Linked DNA regions of Mus musculus: region 1 is linked to region 2. The links are chromatin contacts, called in public targeted proximity ligation maps. All regions are on one chromosome and are shown on one strand. The core of a region is the stretch at or near the end of the contact, and the rest is flanking DNA. Distances in the headings are between cores, read along the strand shown.

Region 1 (3,321 bases), core at 108-2,607, 220 kb before region 2:
AAAGATAAATATGGATAAACAATCTTCGATGAGATCCAAATTCACGTGCATTTAACAGTGAGTGTCCAGTGCACTCTTATATGCAATCATGTCCCTGGTGCTCTGAATGTCGCAGTTAGTAACCTATTCTAGAATCAGGAAATGTTCTTGTCACTTATTTTCCTCTAAACGATTTGGTAAATATTTTTGGTTGTTGTAAGTAGACTTGAGTATACTTAACGAAATAACCACTTGACACATGGCTAATACTCAAACATCAAAAAATAAAATAAACGTCAAAAACAAAGGCATTATAGTTATTTATGTATTTACATTAACTTTATGAATTATTTATTTTATGACATTTTAAGATATGCCAAGTATGACTATGCCAATTACCATCTCAAGAACTATAATTCTTAATATTAAAAATAAAATACTTCTTGACGGAGAAAGACAGATTACACAACATGTTGCTATTAATAAATGTGACCTACTAACCTCAACAGCAAAGGTCAGAAAGTATTTGTTGAAGTCCTTAGGGCTGCATCGTAGCACATATAGTCCAGTCTGGTTACCCGCCTTCTTTAGTTTGCTAATGGCAAAATCCATTCTACAAGTCAAGGAGAAATCATATGAATGGCAGCTTGCACATGTGACTGACAGCCACAGCAACCAAATAAAAATCACGCCTCAGAACACTCCCTACTATATATAGCTACAAAATTTGTTTTCAAGAGAAATAAGTGTATCGAGTTATTTTGTAGTGAGTTCAAACCAATTCAAGGAATAATTATATTATTTTAAGACACTACGAAACAATAAAGCCACGAGGAAAATTCATTCATTTTGATGTTCTGCTTTTTACAAATTGAATAATTTAAAAAATATACTCCCATAAAATCTCTCATGTCTCTTCTATCCCAGAAATACTAATACAAAATCATCTTTCTATATTTACAACAGTATCAAATCTAACCGAAGATCTGCAGTGACTGGAAAATACCAGTCCAAAAATGTCCTATGTGCCAAAAGAATTAGTATGTGCATAAATTTCAAAGACGCAGCACTGGAGAGCAGGATGTAATTTACACAACAATAGGAGGCCTGCAAAGGTGCTGGGTGGTCATAAGGTCCCTGCCCTGCTGAGAACAGCCAAGAGCCACCTGGAAACAGGGAGTCTCAACTGAAAGACTGCTCAGATTAGACTGGCCTGTGGCCGCGTCTGGGGGATTATCTTGACTGTTAAGGGATGTGGGAGGGTGCTGCCTACGATGCTTTCCTTAGGCAGGCTGCCCATAAACAAGGAGAGTGAGAAAGGAAGCAGGGTTTGCGTGGTTTCTGCCTCGGTTCTTGTTTGAGCTCCTGCTCTGGCACCCTCTATGATGGACTGTGACCTGGACTGTGAGCCAATTAAAAGGCCGTTTCTCTTCATGTTGCTTCTGCTCAGCAACAGAAAGCAAACTAGAACAGTAATTCGTAGCCTTGGGTATTGAAAGGTAAAGAAATGAAAATACAATTAAGTATAAATCCAGACTATATTTAATTAGAATGTCCAAACAGTGAACCTTTTCGGCACTGTGTAAAGTTCCCCTGCACAGTACTGACCTAGAAACATGGGTATTAAGCACACTTTGTAGAACATTTCCCTCTGAAAAATGTACTCTGGTGACCAGGACAGCGTGTCAATGTCTTCCTTACAACTGTCTTGTTGCTTTGAGGAAAGGTCTCTCACTGAGCCAGCAGCACTCAGCTGTCTGTCTGGCCTGAAGCTCTCGGGATGTGCCTGACTGTCTCATCTGTTAGATCGGCTATGTTCAGTCTTGTACTGGAGTGCCTGGAATTCGGACTTCCACAGTCCTTATGCTAACCTACCAGCCAGCTCCTAGAACTGTCCTGTGAAATGTGGCATTACTCACGATATTGGGCCGTGGCAGTTGCTGTGTATGTTCTCGAGCACAGCTGGGGGAGCCACCTCTTTGCAGAGGTAATGGTGCGCATCCGCAGTTAGTCTGTAATACCCGTCAATTAATGACACGAATGACAAGGCTTCTTTTAATGAGCTAAGTTCTATCTCCTAATCAGAAAAGAAAAAGAAAACCATGGAATTAAAAAACCAATTAAATTCTAATGTTGGAAATTCTCTATACTCTATTCTGGTTAATTTCCTCTAAATTGTTCAAATATTTTGTATAACTTCCAGTTAGTTCCCTAGCATGATTTAACAAATCCTTCTATCTGATATGTAAGACCCTCCCAAACACAGGCTTAGCTCACCTTCCCAGTTAGTCACTAACCATTCATAACTATACACTTCAATGACCCTGAGAGAGTTAGTCAGAATCTAATACATACATAAAAGTTGAGATTAATTATAAATACAAACATTTATTTTTATATACTGCTCAGACTAAACTACATGTGTTAGGATATGGAAGTATGCTGAGATTTTTTTTTATTAAAATATATACATATGAACATATAATCAAAAATGTGTCACTTTATCTAATAGAAAAGCACACATACTTAAAAAGTACTTATTTTCCATTTATCAAAATAATCAATGTAATTGAATGCTTTTTAAAAAAGCCCTATTTATAGCAGCAAGAAAAATGCCCTATGTTGAATTAAACTTAACCAAAAAATTGAAAATGATTGTTAAAAGTTTCAAAATACTCTTGTACAATGTAACACATTATCTGCATACACAGAAAATGAATTATGTTCTTGGATAAGGAAATTCAAGATTATAAAAATATAAAAATATCTCCTAAAGTGGGCACAATGGCATATGCCTTTAAGCCCAGCACTTGGGAGGGAGATCTCTGTGAATTCAAGGCCAGTCTGGTTTACAGGACAACCAAAGCCACATAGTGAGACCCTGTCTCGTGAAAAACAAAAACAAAACAAGCACAGAAATTCCAAATTAATTTCTAAATTGCACAGTCTCCAAGAGAAGGCCAACAGATACTCCAGTTGATACACATGGGAAAACCAGACAAACATGGGACTCTGAACACCAGCGGAGTGGACATCAGAGAAGTGATGACTCACGCATCAGAGAAGGATGCATCCTCCTGCCTTTCCTCTAGTTCCCAGATTGCATACAATAAAGGGTTTGCTGGGCTGGCACTCTTTAGAGCATACTTACGGCTATAATCAAAATACTTAAGTAACTTTGATACTAAGACTCTATTGTACTTCTGAAAATTTCTAAAATGGAAACATTACTAATGTATAATACAAACTTACCAAAACTTTACCATCTTGTTTATGGACAGTTACAATTCTACTTTCATTTGAGCATTCCTGGTTTGCTTGCTTAATACTGACATCAATAAT
Region 2 (3,444 bases), core at 456-2,955:
TAACCTAAGGGGTCTTGGTCCTTTTAAGGATTCTGTTTAGAAACCAGAACACAGCTGATCTCCCTCCCTTCCAGTGCAGAAAACTGGGGCTATGTGGACATGACCATGTAAGGACTCGGGCATTCCTCTAGATTTATTCCACACACACACAGTGGACTTGATGCTTCTGAGCTCAACCCCATGCAGCTTTCCCTAGAGTTTTCCCTAGAGTTGCATGTTAGCTCTTCAGGAATGGGAAGCTCTGCCCCCCATTAACTCAAACACATCTGTATGCAGTCTTCATGCCACTTGGGCTCCTATGCTCATACCAGACACCTCCAAACAGGACACCCCCCTACGAGTCAGTTTGGGTCACACTGGCTTCTGGTTGCCTGTTTTGCTTGGCTCCTATCTAACTGTATACCAGGTTATTCAAGGAAGAAAATGAGAAATTGTATCCGTTCTTTTGTTATTTTATAGTATTTGTTTTAAAAAAATTATCATACAAGGTATTAGTCATCACAGTATTTGTTTGTTTGTTTATTTTTGGGACAAGGTTTCTTTGTGTTGTCTTGGCTGTCCTGGAATTCACTCTGTAGACCAGGATGGCCTTGAACTCACAGAGATCCACTTGCCTCTGCTTCCCAAGGGCTGGGATTAAAGGCATGCACCACCACCACCGAGCCCTTAAAGCATTTAATTTAATAGATTCTCCTTTCCCTCCCCTCCCCTCCCCTCCCCTCCCCTCCCCTCCCCTCCCCTCCCTTCTCCCTCTCCCTCTCCTCCCCTTTCCACCCCTCCCCTCCCTGCTCTCCTCTCTTCTTTCCCAGGAACTCTATGCTATGGTGTGACCTAAACTGTGTGATTCCCTTGAATTACGCCCTCTTGTGCAAGGAGTCTGTGCTGTAGACTCCTTGCTTCCTCCTTCGAGTCCCAATTCTCTCTGCTTTGGGCTTGGAGCCTTGGGAAGACAGCAAGCACCTCAGGATGGTTCCTCCTTCAGGGCCCCTGGCTGAAGGTCTGCTGGCAGAAGAAACCAGTTCAGCCGGGGCCATGGTCTTGCCTGATAGTTGGCTGTTGGTTCAGGCCAGCCCTATCAGTCACTTGCACGCCGATGCCCTTTGGGGGAAGGGGAAGAGGCGTTGGCTACGGAGCCCCAGCCTTTAACTGTGGGCTGACTTCCCACGTCTCAAAAGACTGCCAAGACAGCCCTTCAGACAGCTTTGTGAGGGAAATGGTTTTAAAAGGTTAGTCCAATTAAACACCCATAAAGGAAACAGTAGATGACTAACAGAAATTACAGGCTAGCTACACTCTTACTGAAATGGCAGACTCATTTGTGTCTTTGAGTAATTTCATAACACACAGTGCTTGCTCATAGAGAATGAAAACTAGGACCATTAGGAGTGTCCATCCAGTCCTTTCATTACCTCCCAGGCCTTGTCAGGTTGCGTTCCCTGGCTTCTCTCATTCAAAGCACGCCATCAGAAACCAAATTACTCATACAAGTGAGAGTTACAGACAAAGTAAATACGTAAAAATATAATCCAATTGAGCTGCCTTTGAGGCTTGAATTTCCAGCAAAACATTTCCTGGGACGGCATTTACGTCGACTCAGCGCCACCTGCCGGTAGGTGGAATCTTAGCAACTGAATGTTCATTGGCCAGGCACGGCCACGTGGGTAGAGTGGGGGCGGGGCAGCTCATTCCGCCTATTCATTCTGAAAGCAGTCAGGTGTGTTGGTGAAGTGCCAGGCGCTGTGTCCTCAGTGAAAGGAATATCATCACTGCCCTGTCTAGTGCCGTACTTCTTAAAACTAGGCACAAGCCGGAATCATCCTGAGATGAAGTTCAGACTTTTAGACTCTCCTCTAAAAAGATTGTAGTTAATGGACTAGAATAGGTCCTGAGAACCTGTATTTTTAAACAGAATGGCTGACTCAGCAGTTCTCAACCTGTGGGTTGCGACCCCTTTGGGGATATTTCACAGGGGTTGCCTAAAATCGTCAGAAAACACAGATATTTACATTGCCATTCATAATAGTAGCAAAATTACAGCTATAAAGTAGCACAAAAAATATATATATATGGTCGTAGATCACCACAGCATGAAGAACTATATTAAAGGGTCACAACATTAGGAAGGGTAAAGACGACTCATCTAGGTGATTCTGAGGAACAGGAAATCCATGAGGAAAAAGTAAATATAGAGAAAAGCCGAAAAATCTGTAAAGGCAATGGGGCCTGGGACTCCCCTACTTCTGCAGGTAGCACGAGGAGCCACAGCCAGAGCAGTTGTAGGCAACTGAAGGCTTAGGTTTGATTACTAGTGTAAGATGGGGGTGTGAGTATGATATGAATGTTGTTGCCCTGCTTTTAACTATGGCTGCAGGTGAGCCCTGGGCTCCCATTCATGTCCTGGATTGACTTGGTTTTGAATATAAGAAACAGGTATAGGTCCTATAGGTCCCCTTCTCAGCATCCTTCTATCCCGTGGGTCCTGGGGGTTGAACCCAGGTCATCACTGCTGTCAGCAAGCGTCTTCATGCACCGAGCCGGACCCCTGGCCTTCTAAGTCCTTTTGTTTTGTATTGGTTTTGCTTTGCTGGGAATGAACATGGCTTTCCTGCTGAGCCCCAGACTAGCCCGTTCTTTATATGACATCACACCATGCCCACAGCTGATCTGATCCAGCCCCTGGAATTCCTTTTATATCTGTGTAACTTTCTCCACAGATATATGTCTGTGGGTGCTATTTGGAGTCAAAAACAGACTTTTTCTGGATGTCCACTCTTTGTCCCTAAGGGGCATGGAGAAACTTCTCACTCTGTTCTTCTGCTGTTGATACAAAACACAGTTCTTGCCTCAAATGGGATAGTTTATTCTGGAGCCAAATGTGGGTGACCACAGCCCAGGAACACAGATCCAAGCAGACCAGAAAGATAGATCCCACTGCAAAGGGCCACATGAGATGTATTAATTATGGAACAAAGTCATAAGTCAAGACAGTTACCAAATACACTGGTGGAGACAACAGTTAGGCAGGCTACAGCAAAGCAGGGAACCTTTGTTATAGGTCCCAGATGTGATCTGCTAACATCCTAACTTCTGGGTTGGTGGAAACTGGTGGTCTGTTAAGAATACATCCTGGGTCAGACACAGGGATGGGCAGTGCATGGCTTTCAAAGATATTTTGCTCGGGTCTGTAACAGTCTTTGTGTATGTGAGGATGTGTAGATGGGTGTGCTTGTGTGTGTGTGTGTTTATGTGTGTGTGTGTGTGTGTGTGTGTGTGTGTGTGTGTGTAAGGATGCCCTTATAAGTGCACAAAGGCCAGGCCAGCCGGGAGAGGTCAGGGGACAGGTGACTTCCTCATTTGCTCTCTGCCTTATTCCCTTAAGATAAAGGAACCTGAACCTGGAACTCTGGTTTTCACTAGGCTGGCTGGACAGCAGGCCCCAGGATC

Evidence for each region.
Region 1: a contact with region 2 is called in a targeted proximity ligation map of embryonic stem cells, with 4 times the contacts expected there. A contact is called at or near these places in 39 of 484 Hi-C or Micro-C datasets (the AML12 cell line, CD4 T cells, CD8 T cells and 24 more) and 25 of 130 datasets of targeted methods (Th17 cells, Th2 cells, bone marrow-derived dendritic cells and 14 more).

What each region holds. Positions count from the first base shown.
Region 1 is chr19:29,283,572-29,286,892 of GRCm38.p6, reverse strand. It overlaps Jak2 (Janus kinase 2), which reads right to left. Exons shown (of 25, transcript NM_008413.4): 8 at 3,232-3,321; 9 at 1,899-2,056; 10 at 481-592. Among named protein-coding and RNA genes, the nearest start is that of Jak2, 33 kb to the right of the region's middle.
Region 2 is chr19:29,062,227-29,065,670 of GRCm38.p6, reverse strand. No RefSeq gene overlaps it. Among named protein-coding and RNA genes, the nearest start is that of Gm9895, 3.4 kb to the left of the region's middle.